Regions from separate parts of the Mus musculus genome. Here all the other regions are linked to region 3. A link is a contact called in public HiCAR-type, HiChIP or PLAC-seq and promoter capture Hi-C data. All regions are on one chromosome and are shown on one strand. The core of a region is the stretch at or near the end of the contact, and the rest is flanking DNA. Distances in the headings are between cores, read along the strand shown. Region 1 holds the start of Dhx34 (DEAH (Asp-Glu-Ala-His) box polypeptide 34). Region 2 holds the start of Meis3 (Meis homeobox 3). Region 3 holds the start of Six5 (sine oculis-related homeobox 5). Region 4 holds the start of Tmem160 (transmembrane protein 160).

Region 1 (2,925 bases), core at 363-2,862, 2.9 Mb after region 3:
TTTTTTTTCTTTAAATGTTTGTTTGTTTATTATATGTAAGTACACTGTAGCTGTCCTCAGACACTCCAGAAGAGGGCATCAGATCTCATTACGGATGGTTGTGAGCCACCATGTGGTTGCTGGGATTTGAACTCCTGACCTTCGGACGAACAGTCGGGTGCTCTTACCCACTGAGCCATCTCACCAGCCCCCAAATGTCTTCTTTACCCTTAGTATTGTACTACCTGGGGAGGGGTACATTCTTAAGGTCTGGGGTTCTTTCTCTGCACAGAGGAGACTTTGGTGAACAAAACAGAAGAGTTCTCCACTTTTACGGAGCACACATCTTACTGGAGGACACAGAGATAGTCACAAAAGTAAGATTAAATAGGACGGGGTGAAGAACATTCCAGCGCTCAGGAGGCGGTGGTGGAAGGATGAGTAGTTGGAGCCTGGGCAAAGGAGAAAGTTCTTGTCTGAAATACATGAATAAGCAAAGAAATAAAATATTGAGCAATAATGCCCGCTCTGTGGAGGGAGCTGCTTTTAGAAGCAAGGTCAGAGATGACAGCTTCAGTGCACTAATATCTGAATGGGGGGAAAAAGTGAGCTGCACAGAGAAACCAGAAGAGGAAACAGAGAACTCAAAACCTGGCTACAACCCAGCCTGGCCTATATATTTTTATATATGCTTTTCAGCGACTTTTTTTTTTTTTTGCAACAAGTTTTCTTAGGTTATCGATGGGGAAACTGAGGCTCAGTTCCCCAGTGATTGGCACATCGAGGAGTACTGTGTAGTTTTCTCTGGAGTCTTTTCTCACCCATTTAGTCATTAATTTAACATGTGTGGCTCTAGAGAGGGCTTTAAGGGGACACAAGACTGATCAGCACAGAGCTGGTCCCTGGCTTAAGGCTGCTGGGGTTACATCTGATTATTTATTAGTGAGTTATAGTGATAGAGTGACCACATGACTGTCTTATTAATTTAATTAGGTTTTTGAGATGGTCTAGATATGTAGTCCTGGATGACCTGAACTCACTATGTAGTCCAGGCTGGCCTTGAACTTACCGAGATCCACCTCCCTTTGCCTCCCAAGTGCTGGAATTTAAGGCGTGCACTAGTTCGCCCAGTCACGGGACTGTTTTAATAGTGTTTGAGCTCCCTTGCTGACCCTAAACTTTTTGTTTGTTTGTTTGTTTGTTTTTTTGAGAGAGGGTTTCTCTGTGTAGCTCTGGCTGTCCTGGAACTCACTCTGTAGACCAGGCTGGCCTCGAACTCAGAAATCCGCCTGCCTCTGCCTCCCAAGTGCTGGGATTAGAGGCGTGCGTTGTTTTGTTTTTTGGACCCGAAACTTTTGACTTTCTAGTAATTCTGGGTTTACAGGGCTGTGGAGAGGACACGGCTAGGGACTGGCACTTACCTATAACCCCTCCTCTGGCCTCTAGAGGGCGTCAAATCACCCAAAACACTGCCTGAAGCCAGGTGCCCAAGAGCGCTTTGTGCGATGGGCATTGGCCCGCCCGCTACTCCCTATTGGGCTTCATTGTACGGAGAGGCCAGGTCGCGCTTTCGCGATCTGCGCATGCGCAGTCTGGAGAGTGGCGGGAGCGTGCGCAGGCGCAGACCATTTAGGACCGGAAGTTGAGGCGTCCGTGCTATTTCGGAGGTAAGGGGCGGGGCGTGTGTGCGGGGTGTCTGCGTGGCTTTGGTCCCTGGTGCAGGATTTGTGTGGGGCTATAGTTCCGAGCGAGCAGGGGAGTCAAGAGAACCCCAATTTTAATGAAGGAATGTGCCAGGACCCAGAGAGCTCTGGCGGTGCGCGATTCTTAGAAGCTGGAGGACCAAGAGGCCCGGAACTGAAACCACAGAGGGAACAAGTTTCTGAGAAAGGGAGAGAAAAGGGGACCAGGGTGATGGGGTGCCTGCAAGAGAGGCTCACAAGGGCGCCAGGAAGAGATTGGCAAGAAAGCCTGGATGGTGGTGAGACCCACAGTTATGAAAAGATGGAGTTTGAAACAGAACCTTGAAAGTTGGAGGTGATAGTAGAGTCGTGCTGAAAAATGGCGAAAGGAAGAAATGCACCCCAGATTTGCGTTCCTCGCACTGCTTATTTAGCTTAGCAAAATAGAGTGGAAATAGTCTTAATGTTGTGAGAAAGTGAACATATATGTATACATATGTGATTGAGACTACACAGAAATACCGGAGTGGTAGCTGTAAAGAAAGGCACCATTGGTAGATAAAAGTATTGACTGGAGAACTGTAAACAAATAGAGGGCCGGGAGCTAGGTGCTGGATCTGAGCACAGGAGGCTGAAGCAGGAGGATTGTGAGTTAAAGGCCAACCCAGTCTACATAGGATGACTCTTGTCTCCAAAAATAAATAAATTTGAGGAAAAGTTGAAACAAGATGGAGAAAGTGGAGAAATTCAAATGGAGGTCTGAGGAAGAGAGGGAGGGAGGGAGAGAGAGAGAGAGAGAGAGGAGAGAGAGGGGAGAGAGGGAGAAATAGAGAAATAGAAAGAGAGGTATTGGGAAGATGGCCCGGTAAGCCATACTTGGACATAATGGTGCTTACTTGCAGTCCCAGCACTTATGTGGTGGAGACTGGATGGTGAGTGAGTTCAAGGTCATGCTTATCTGTGTGGAGAGTTCAAGGTTAGGCTAAACTACCTGAGACCCCAAACCAAATGAAGGAGTAAAATGCCCGAGGGAACAGACCCATTGGCAGCCATGGGTGCTGATGTTGGGCCTAGTGTGAGTCAGGGTTTTTGTTGCCTAGAAGGAGCTTTCTCCTCCTTACTGTCCCAGTCTTTTTCTGAGGATCACTGGCTCCATCTTCTAGCAGCTTTCCAAGGCCTGGTCCTCATTCCCTTCTAGAATAGAGTTCTCTCAGTCCTGTCATCACCGAGCTTCAGTCTTTACTCAGAAGTGTTGTACTCTGCA
Region 2 (2,829 bases), core at 240-2,739, 2.9 Mb after region 3:
GATTCTAGGCAGGGGCTCTACCCCCGAGCCACGCCCCCAGCCCCTCACTGGGGGATTCTAGGCAGGGGCTCTACCACTGAGCCACGCCCCCAGCCCCCTCACTGGGGGATTCTAGGCAGGGCTCTACCAGCTTTGTTTGGTTTTGAGATAGAATCTTACTTTGCAGCCCATGCTGGCCTGGAACTCAGAGCAATTCTCCTGCTTTGACCTCTGGAGTGCTATTACACTACACACCTCTGAATGTCTTAACAATTTATCACATCCAACATGTAAATTCACCATACCCATATCCACACAGAGTTGGGCACACAGCCGACATGCACATGCATGTGATACATATGCACATGTATGCTATAGGGTAGGTTCTCCAGAGCATGCAGGCTTAGAGCACTACACCCCGAATTGCAAGAGACAACTACACACACACACACGCACACACACACAGAGAGAGAGAGAGAGAGAGAGAGAGAGAGAGAGAGAGAGAGAGAGAGAGAGAGAAACATTCACATATACTTACACAGAGAGACAGAGACAGAGACAGACAGACAGTCAGTCAGTCAGTCAGAGCGCACCTAGCACCAAGTTGGAATTGAATGAATGAGGAAATGAAAGACATTTAGCACAATCAGACAACAGTCAATAAATACATTTGGGGGAGGGTAACCCTATTCTACCATGCAAACAGTCCCAACCAGAAACAAGAGTATAGGAGCCAGATTTCTGGGTCCTCCTGTTACGGAATCACAATGGGGCAGCAGGACCTTTGATCTCCAGGTAGAAGACGGTTCTTAGCAGTGGGGAGACTGGGGCGCCAAGAGGCAAAGGGCTCACTGGTATGAGGCAGAGGGTCCTGTGTTCTCCAGCCGACCTGGGCGCACTGGGCCATCTGGGTGGCTGTCACTCCTCTTTTGCTTCCGCAGGCTAACTTCTCTAAGCATCCTGAAGTGAATTCACCTGCTCCCAGCTGCCCACCGTGAACCCAGACGATGGGGTCTTTACCTCCTGCCAGGTTCGTCTCCAAACCTCCCTACACTCAGGGCTCGCATCTCTCCCCTGCTCTCCCTTGTCTGGCAGCTTGGTGAGATGTCCCACCCCTAACCCCAGGGTGGGTCTCAGACAACAGAAGCCTGGGGAAAAGCAGACAGGAAGAGGGTAGAGATGGGGAAGACCCAAGAGATAGAGGGAGTAGGGGAGGGGGGGTGAGGGGGAGAGAGTGACAGAGAGGAATAGAGGGAGGGGCAGAAGGAACTCTAAGGGGCAAAAAGGGACATTTAGAGGCAGAAAGAGGCTCAGGGCGGGACGGCACAGTCACCTACCCTCCGGGCCATGAGCCGGCGCCGCCTGTCCTGGGCTCGGGAGGTCACGGCCTGGAGCTCATCGCGGCAGGAGGTCCCCGAGGTCCCCGCCGGGTGCCAGGGTCTCCGAGTGGCCAAGACCCGCGGATCGCGGCCGAGGGTGGCGGCGGCTCCTCCGCTCACACGGGCCCGGCCTGTGTCACATCCGGAAGTTCACGCGGAGACGCTTAACCCGCTGTCTGCCGGAGCGGGGCCTCCTCCCGAGCGGCCCCTCTCCTGTCTTGTCCCTCCCCTCTCCTCTGAGTCCCCTCCTCCCTCTCCTTCTCTGCCTCCCCTTCTTCCCTCCGTGCTGTCCCCTCCCTCCTCCTCTCCTCTTCCTGGACTCCAGGTCTGCCTCCACCCACCTTGGCCTTTGTATGTCAGATTCGCGGGGTCTTGTGTCTGGAGCTTCCCGCGGTCCCCACCCTCCCTCTTGGTCCTCACTGCTTCTTGCTCTCTCCCTGCCTGGCCGCCAGGGGTCTGCAGTAGCTTTTTGCCCCTCCTCTCTGGTCACTCTTCTGTCTCTGTCTCTCCTGTCTAACCATGAGACGGGATTAAAGCAAACCAGGCACAGGAAAGAACCAAGCTTATATTTTCGTTTGTCTTCTTGCTCCGTTTCTGTCCCTTGTCTCCCCTGGGGGGACAAGGGGGCTGTCGGCCCGAGGCTCCAGTGTGTGTCTAGAAGTGGCAAAGTATTGAGCTGCTGTGCTTCCCTCAGGGATGTGTGTGCCTCTGTCCTTCTGAGCCCTGTGTTCAGGAAGGCCCTTAGCCTGGATGAAGCCCTCTCAGCTGCCCCTAGGGGAGCAGCCTGGGACCTCCGAGCCTTGCGGGGGTGGGAGGGTGGGGGTGGGGTGGGGTGTAAATCGTGGGTCTAGCCACTGAGGCGGTGCAGACAAAAGCTGTCAGTCAAACCCCAAGACAAGCTTTGGAGTGAAATTCCAGTGGCAAAAAGTAATTGTGCCGGGTGTGTGTGGTACTCAGGGAGACTGAGGCAGGAGGAGCATGAGTTGGATGCAAGCCTGCTTATACGGTAAGATTCTGTCTCCAAAAACCAGAGGAAAAGAGGAGGATGTGGGTTGGGGGAGGAAGAGGAAGGAAGGAAAGAAAGGGAACCTGAGAAAGGGACAGAGAAGGGAACAGAATCAGAGAGAGAGAGAGAGAGAGAGAGAGAGAGAGAGAGAGAGAGAGAGAGAGAGAGAGAGAGAGAGAGCGCAGAGAGTGGAGGCAGCTGAGAGCCTGCTCACTGACTCTCTCACTGTTGGTGGTGTGAGCCCCGCTGGGCTAGCTGGAGGTACATTTTATGACTCCCATAAACAGGCCTCGCACTCCTTCATCTTCTCTGCTGGAAATAAAACAAAAGCCAGGGCAGGGGTGACAGGTGGGGAGGGCCTGAGAGGCTATGGAGGAGGGAGGACCCTGCTTCTTCTCAGCTCCTCTTATTGTCCTGAGTGTGCCCCTCTTTCTCCTCACCCTGTTCTGTCACCTGGGACACCCA
Region 3 (2,700 bases), core at 74-2,573:
GGGAAACCGGAGCCGGAGAAGGTTCACGTTTCACAACAAAGACAAGCGACAGACCACGCTGTTTGGGCTGGAGGGGGCGTGGGGGTGGGTGTAAGTAATGGTTACCGAGGGGCCAGGTTGCAGAGGCCCCAAAAGCGGGTCCCTACCCTGGGTGCCTTAGACAAAGGCCCCTTTCCCTTCCTTACTACCGCTCCTCCAGGGATACCTCACTTTTCTCACTGCCCGTCCCGCCCCCGCCCCCCCCCCCATTCCTGGCACTGCGTTCCCAGCTTAGAAGTAGCTGGAACAACCTCTGCCCCTGAGGCAGTGATGCCCAGAGAACCCAGGGTGTGCCTGGTCTCTCCACGCTCAGCCTATGCACTCGCCGACGCCACCGAAGAGGGATGTGAAGGGTCACTTGCGCAGACTCCAGCGGCCACCGAGGAAGGAGGGTCGGTTCCCCCCTCACCTTTTGCAAGGCGCTCCACCGCCGGTCCCAGTGCGGTCGCGCTGTCGCCGGTTCTTGAACCAGTTGCTGACCTGTGTAAGCGAGAGGCCGGTGAGCGTGGCCAGGCGGCGCTTCTCGTCAGGCGTGGGATAGCGGTTGCCGCGGTAGCAGGCCTTGAGCGCCGCTCGCGAGCGCTCCTTGAAGCAATAGACGGTCTCCTCGCCATCCCAGATGGTCTTGGGCAGAGGGAACTTCTTGCGCAGCCGGTATTTGTCCACAGCGCCCAGCGCACGGCCACGGGCCCGCTCGGCCTCGTGGTAGCGCGCGCGCAGGTAGAGGTCCTGCAGGAAGGCGTGGTGGGCGGCGGGGAAAGGGCGGCTCTCGAGAAGTTGGTAGAGCTCGGCGTATTCACCCCGCTGGAAGGCCACTAGGGCCCGCGCGCGCAGCACCGGATCGCTGCCACGTAGGCGCTCGGCCGGGGGCAGCGCGCCCAGGAAGCGGCTCAAGCGGCCGGCGTGGCCCGCCTGCAGCAGCGCCTCGCACACGCATGCCACCTGTTCGGGCGAGAAGCGAAGGCCAGTGGGCACCTCGGTCACGGTCTCCCGGGGAGACCCCGGGCCACTCGGGGACCCAGAGTCCGCCGCCGCCGCCGCATCTCCCGCCCCGGCCGCCGCCGCCTCCCCCTCGGCTGCCTGCAGAGTCTGCAGAAGCTGGCGCGCTTCCTCCTCCTGCTCCTCGGTCGCCGCCGCCGCCTCCCCCCGAGCCGCGGGCCCCGCGCTCGGCTCCGCAGGCGAGGTAGCCATGTTTGGCAACTTTGGAAAGTTCCTCCCTCCTTTGCCGCCTCCCGCGGGCTTCCCCAGCCCCCTCCTCCGCCCAGTCCTCCTCGCCGCCCCCCCCCCCGGTCCCCTTGCAGTCTTCTGGCCCCCTCCCAAAGACTAGACCCAGCTCTGCACTCGGGTCTGTCCTTGTCCCTGTGTGTCCGCCCCCCTCCCGGGCTGTCAGGATTCTTTGTTTTCCCTCCGTCTCTGGCCGCGCTTTTGGCCTTCCCCCCTTGTGTGCCTCTGACTCAGGGCCTCAGTTTCCCTATCAGAGCAACGGAGAAGGTAATGGGCCGTCCGGAGGGTTAAGGGCGCGAAGCCGCTCCCATCTCCCGGGTCCCTTGAAGGGCCCCCTCCCTTCCCATCTCCGCGCCGTGCTCCGCCCCTCGGAATTCCCGGCCCCGCGGGTAGGCGGTGGATCTAGCTGGGAGGAGGGGCGGGGAATCGCGCTAGAAAGTTTGCAGCAACTTTTCTGGAGTGTCGGTCCAAAAAGCGGATGCGCGTGGCTTGCGCAGGCGCAGTGGGAAGATGGTGTGCCCGCTGCTGGCCCAACCCCCTACTTTTTTCCAAACTTGAGTGGCACAGCTGGGTCACAGCTGGGGGGGAGGGTGGGGGGCGGTGGTGTCTCTGGTGGCTTGTTGCTTCTCTCCTACTGGCTGGATGCCTAAGCCCCACCCTTCAACCTGATTCGTGCGCTTTGCCTCCCCTCTAGCTCCCACTCAAGCCATTGGTTGTCTCTATTGGACTCTCCATTGGCCTGCGGGGCGGTTTCCTTTCCACAACAGAGATATTGCGCGGGATTTAGGGCAGACCAGAAGTATTTTATTCGCAAGGGTCGGGAGTGGAGGTCGTAGGTGGGGACAGACAATAAATACCGAGGAATGTCGAGTCTCAATGCATCTAAAACGTGGGTCCCGGAGTCTGTCAGTGAGTCAGATAACAAGATCAATAAATACCCACACTGCTTTGGGGGAGGGGGGAGTGCAGCTGTGGCTCCGTTGTTAGAGTGCAGACGTGTACACGGGGAAGGAGTTGCAGCAACCCCCAGGAGTGAGGCTGTCCGAAGCCAAAGACTCCGTGTGTGCTGGCAGAGGTCTTGCTGATCCATCACTATGGGAATGGGATGTCCCTGGAAATAGGGGGCTCATGCTTATGGCTTGTAACTGATGGCTGGGAGAGTGAAAAAGTGAAATCGGATGAGCTGAGCAGTTTGCCCATCCACGTCGGGGCTGAGTAAAGCAAGGTCGGCGAATGCCCAGCTGCTGCAGCAGCGGTGGCTACCAGCTCTGCAGGAACCAGGGGTGCTGGGCACGAGCCCTGTTCCTCCCTCCCCGGCCGCCAGGTGGCAGGCCTGGATCACAGGAGCGGAGCTGGGTGGGGACCCAGGCTCACAGAAGTGTGGAGCGGAGCGGTGGGGGGGGGGGGGGGGCGCGATGGGCACAGAGACGCTTTGGG
Region 4 (3,040 bases), core at 458-2,957, 2.6 Mb after region 3:
AAGGAAGTATGTGAGACTTGGAGGAGAAATTCAATATCCAAAGGGGCTGGTCTGGGGTATAAACAAAGGTGTCCACATAAGTCAAGGCTACTTGGAAACTGTCTGGTGGACTCCTCACAATGCCGATGAAGGAGGTGTAAGAGGAGATGTAACTAGTGAGGCAAGAGAAAATGGAGGGAGTGCTCTCCTTTTCCAACTGTTAGGGTAGGAGGACTCAGAACTGGAGGAAAAGGGGGAGGGGCCCATTTCCCATAGGGATGGTCTGTACTCACCATAGGCAGCTTCCCGGCCCATGTCACTCTGCATGAAGGAGATGACCCCAATGCCGGATGACAGAAGTCCATTTCGGAACCAGGAGAGAAAAGCTGCGGGGAGTTGGGGGATGGAGCTCTGCATCAGCAAGCCCTGCTTCCTAGATCCCCTCTCACCCTATTCAGCCACAAGACAAAAGTATTCTAGATGCGGATCCCTTCCGGGAAGCCCCATGCAAGTCCCATTCCTTTACCCTTCTGTCCCAGACGTTCAAAATCTAGAGCACGAATTGAAGTTTGAGGATAGAAAGTCTTCCCAAGTCTTCCCTTGTGCATCCTGCGGTCTTCCCTCTCTCCCTCAGACCTCTGGGACAAACTTCTCCAGCCTGTCCCTTCCCCTGTGTGGTAACCGCTCCTACCTAGCATGGCCTCATCCTTGCGTCCACACCTCCCCACCACTCAAGTACCTGAGTGCTGCCAAAAGGCTGTTCCCACTACTAGCCCCATTCAACACCAGACCAGCTCCAATCTCTCAACTCATTGCCTCGTTTGAGATTCCTCCCTCTGCAGTCTAGATCACCTCTCCCTCCAATCAGCAGCCACCTTCTCTACCATTGGTTACACGCTGGTCCAATCCGGAACTTCCCCATCTTCTGCGGGTAGCCACACTCTTGTTTTATTCCAAGTGGTCCCCTCTGTCTGTAATCCTAACGGATACCCCTGTCTCAAGCAACTTGTTCCCTCCCAGCTGCCTCTGGAACGGTCTCTCACCTAGGCAGTGTGGTGCTGCCAACTACTTCTTCCTAACCGTAGCCTCCTCCCCACCCCCACTAATCCCTGCTGTACCCCTTTAGCCAGGACCCGAAAGATGGTGTCCTATGCGGCCAGGCTGCAAAATCTCCAACCCCCAACACCGGTTCCCTGCGCTCACATGAGGAAGCTGCCCCCGCTGAGCACAGGCCCTGTTCCCAGCAGATGCTTGCCTTACTCTGGCCACCCACTCCCACGTGCACATTGAAACCCCTCTCCTTGTAGCGCGAACGACCCCGGCCCCTGCCACTGACCTGTCTCATGTGCCTTGCGGAGGAGCCAAGCGTCCGCGCGATCCAGCTCGGACACTGGAGGCGGCGACGCTCCCGCGCGTGGCCCGTGGCCCGGGGCGAAGGACCCGCGCGCGCCCCCGCTGCGGGGCCGCTGAGGAGGCTGCAGAGACCCCCGGAAGCGCAGGCGGGCCAGGCGCGCGACCCGAGCCCACCACCAGCCGCCTCCCATGGCTCGCAATGGGGCCGCGACACCAGCTCCGCCCCACGGGCCTACTGTAGGCTGGAGGTCACATCACTCATGAGGAGCGACACAACCATTGGTGATCTGCCCGCAACTCTATCCCGGAACGCAATACCTATTGGTGTATCTGGCTGTGTCTCCACTTCAGTTATATGTGCCGGTAGTGTGTGACCCACCTTATTTTTATCATCAGACTACAAATCCCAGAGATCAATGTACGGCAGGCAGTTCGACCTGCAGAAGGGTGCGGCGGAATATCTGCTGGGACTTGTAGTTTCAAAAAAGTTAATGCTCTCAACAGCCAGGAAACAAAACTTGTACTAGTTGCTTAGACTAGTTGCAAAACTGTGGTGAACTCACGGAAACAACTACCAGTTACCTCACTAAAGAGGACACATAACTATTTTGTTGTATTCCTCTTCAGTTTTTCTTCTATGCAGATTTTAATAAGATGTCATTTCTGGAAATTCATTCCTGTCTTTACTTAGATTCTTTCCAAAACGTTATTACCGGTACTGGGACTCAAACTTAGTGAGAGTGGCCGAGAGAGTATTTAACAGAAGAGAGACTGCAGAGGAGAAGCAGAGGAGGGGACAGAAGCAACAGACTCAAGACCTGGCAAAGATCTTGATAGCAGCCACAGCCAAACCACGGGACACATAAGAAATGCCTAAAACAGATAGTCTCAGGAGAAGGAGATAAGAGGGAGGGGGCTAAAGATCAAAGGTGCCCCTCCCAAGCCCAGGGCAGCCCTAAAGGTGAAAGGGAACCCAACAACTTGTTTGTAGATAATAAAGTTGAACTTTCTGCCTTGCTAAAACCTGAAGGTAAAGTCTCCTCATCAGTTTATAAGTGACTTTCAGTGGCAACAGAAACAAAAGAAACAACCAAGACCTCTTAGGGGCCCTGAAAAGTTCGGACTATTGTGCCTCCTCTAAGAAGGCTTTACTTTGCTAACTACAGGTGACCTCCCTAGAGCCAGGGGACTCAGGGCCTTGGCATCAGACAATGGCCAATCTGTCACCAATTGCCAGAAGCCGACCCCCACCTTGTGTATACACCAGTGCAGCAATGGCCTCCTGGTTAAAGATGACGCCAGGGTGACTCATTACCAGCCTCTCTTCTTGAATGCCCCAGGATGACTTTTCAGCTGCCCTGCTGCCTGACCCTGACCTTGATCGGTGGGCCTCTGCATGACTGCTCAGATCATATGTGCAGAGCCACTCCGGACAGGAGTATCAACCCACAAAGCTGAACTGGTGGCAGCTCTGACCAAGGCGTTACAGCTGAGAAAAGACAAGAGACACAGATAGCCAGTGTGCCTTTGCTACTGCTGATATCTATGGGACTATTTATATAGAGAGAGGCCTTCTGGCGGCAGAAGGACAGACTAAACTCCGTCCCAGAGGGCAGTGAGACAGCCCAGTGAGTGACCCTAAAAATTGGGCTCCTCATGTCCTTGATTGCCCTAGACCCAGGAAACCTCATACTCTCTGATCAGACAG

Evidence for each region. Promoter capture Hi-C pulls out the DNA fragments that hold promoters and counts their contacts. HiCAR-type assays count read pairs that join an accessible place to other places. HiChIP or PLAC-seq counts read pairs in DNA pulled down with a chosen protein or histone mark.
Region 1: a promoter capture Hi-C map of embryonic stem cells shows a contact between it and region 3, with 5 times the contacts expected there. The contact joins the promoter of Dhx34 here to the promoter of Six5 in region 3. A contact is called at or near these places in 2 of 39 promoter capture datasets (embryonic stem cells and liver) and 1 of 9 other capture datasets (macrophages).
Region 2: an H3K4me3 HiChIP or PLAC-seq map of stem cell-derived neural progenitor cells shows a contact between it and region 3, with 6 times the contacts expected there. The contact joins the promoter of Meis3 here to the promoter of Six5 in region 3. A contact is called at or near these places in 1 of 39 promoter capture datasets (hippocampal neurons) and 2 of 115 datasets of contacts at active chromatin or transcription factors (astrocytes and stem cell-derived neural progenitor cells).
Region 4: a contact with region 3 is called in a HiCAR-type map of astrocytes, with 2.7 times the contacts expected there. The contact joins the promoter of Tmem160 here to the promoter of Six5 in region 3. A contact is called at or near these places in 1 of 39 promoter capture datasets (cranial neural crest) and 1 of 115 datasets of contacts at active chromatin or transcription factors (astrocytes).

Annotation. Positions count from the first base shown.
Region 1 is chr7:16,220,719-16,223,643 of GRCm38.p6, reverse strand. Dhx34 (DEAH (Asp-Glu-Ala-His) box polypeptide 34) reads left to right here and starts at 1,612. Exons shown (of 17, transcript NM_027883.3): 1 at 1,612-1,646.
Region 2 is chr7:16,174,055-16,176,883 of GRCm38.p6, reverse strand. It overlaps Meis3 (Meis homeobox 3), which reads right to left and starts at 1,489. Exons shown (of 13, transcript NM_008627.4): 1 at 1,317-1,489. The coding sequence starts at 1,328.
Region 3 is chr7:19,093,167-19,095,866 of GRCm38.p6, reverse strand. Six5 (sine oculis-related homeobox 5) reads right to left here and starts at 1,323. Exons shown (of 3, transcript NM_011383.1): 1 at 449-1,323. The coding sequence starts at 1,230. Dmpk (dystrophia myotonica-protein kinase) reads right to left here. Exons shown (of 15, transcript NM_001379257.1): 15 at 2,046-2,700.
Region 4 is chr7:16,451,446-16,454,485 of GRCm38.p6, reverse strand. Tmem160 (transmembrane protein 160) reads right to left here and starts at 1,707. Exons shown (of 3, transcript NM_026938.1): 1 at 1,316-1,707; 2 at 273-365. The coding sequence starts at 1,523.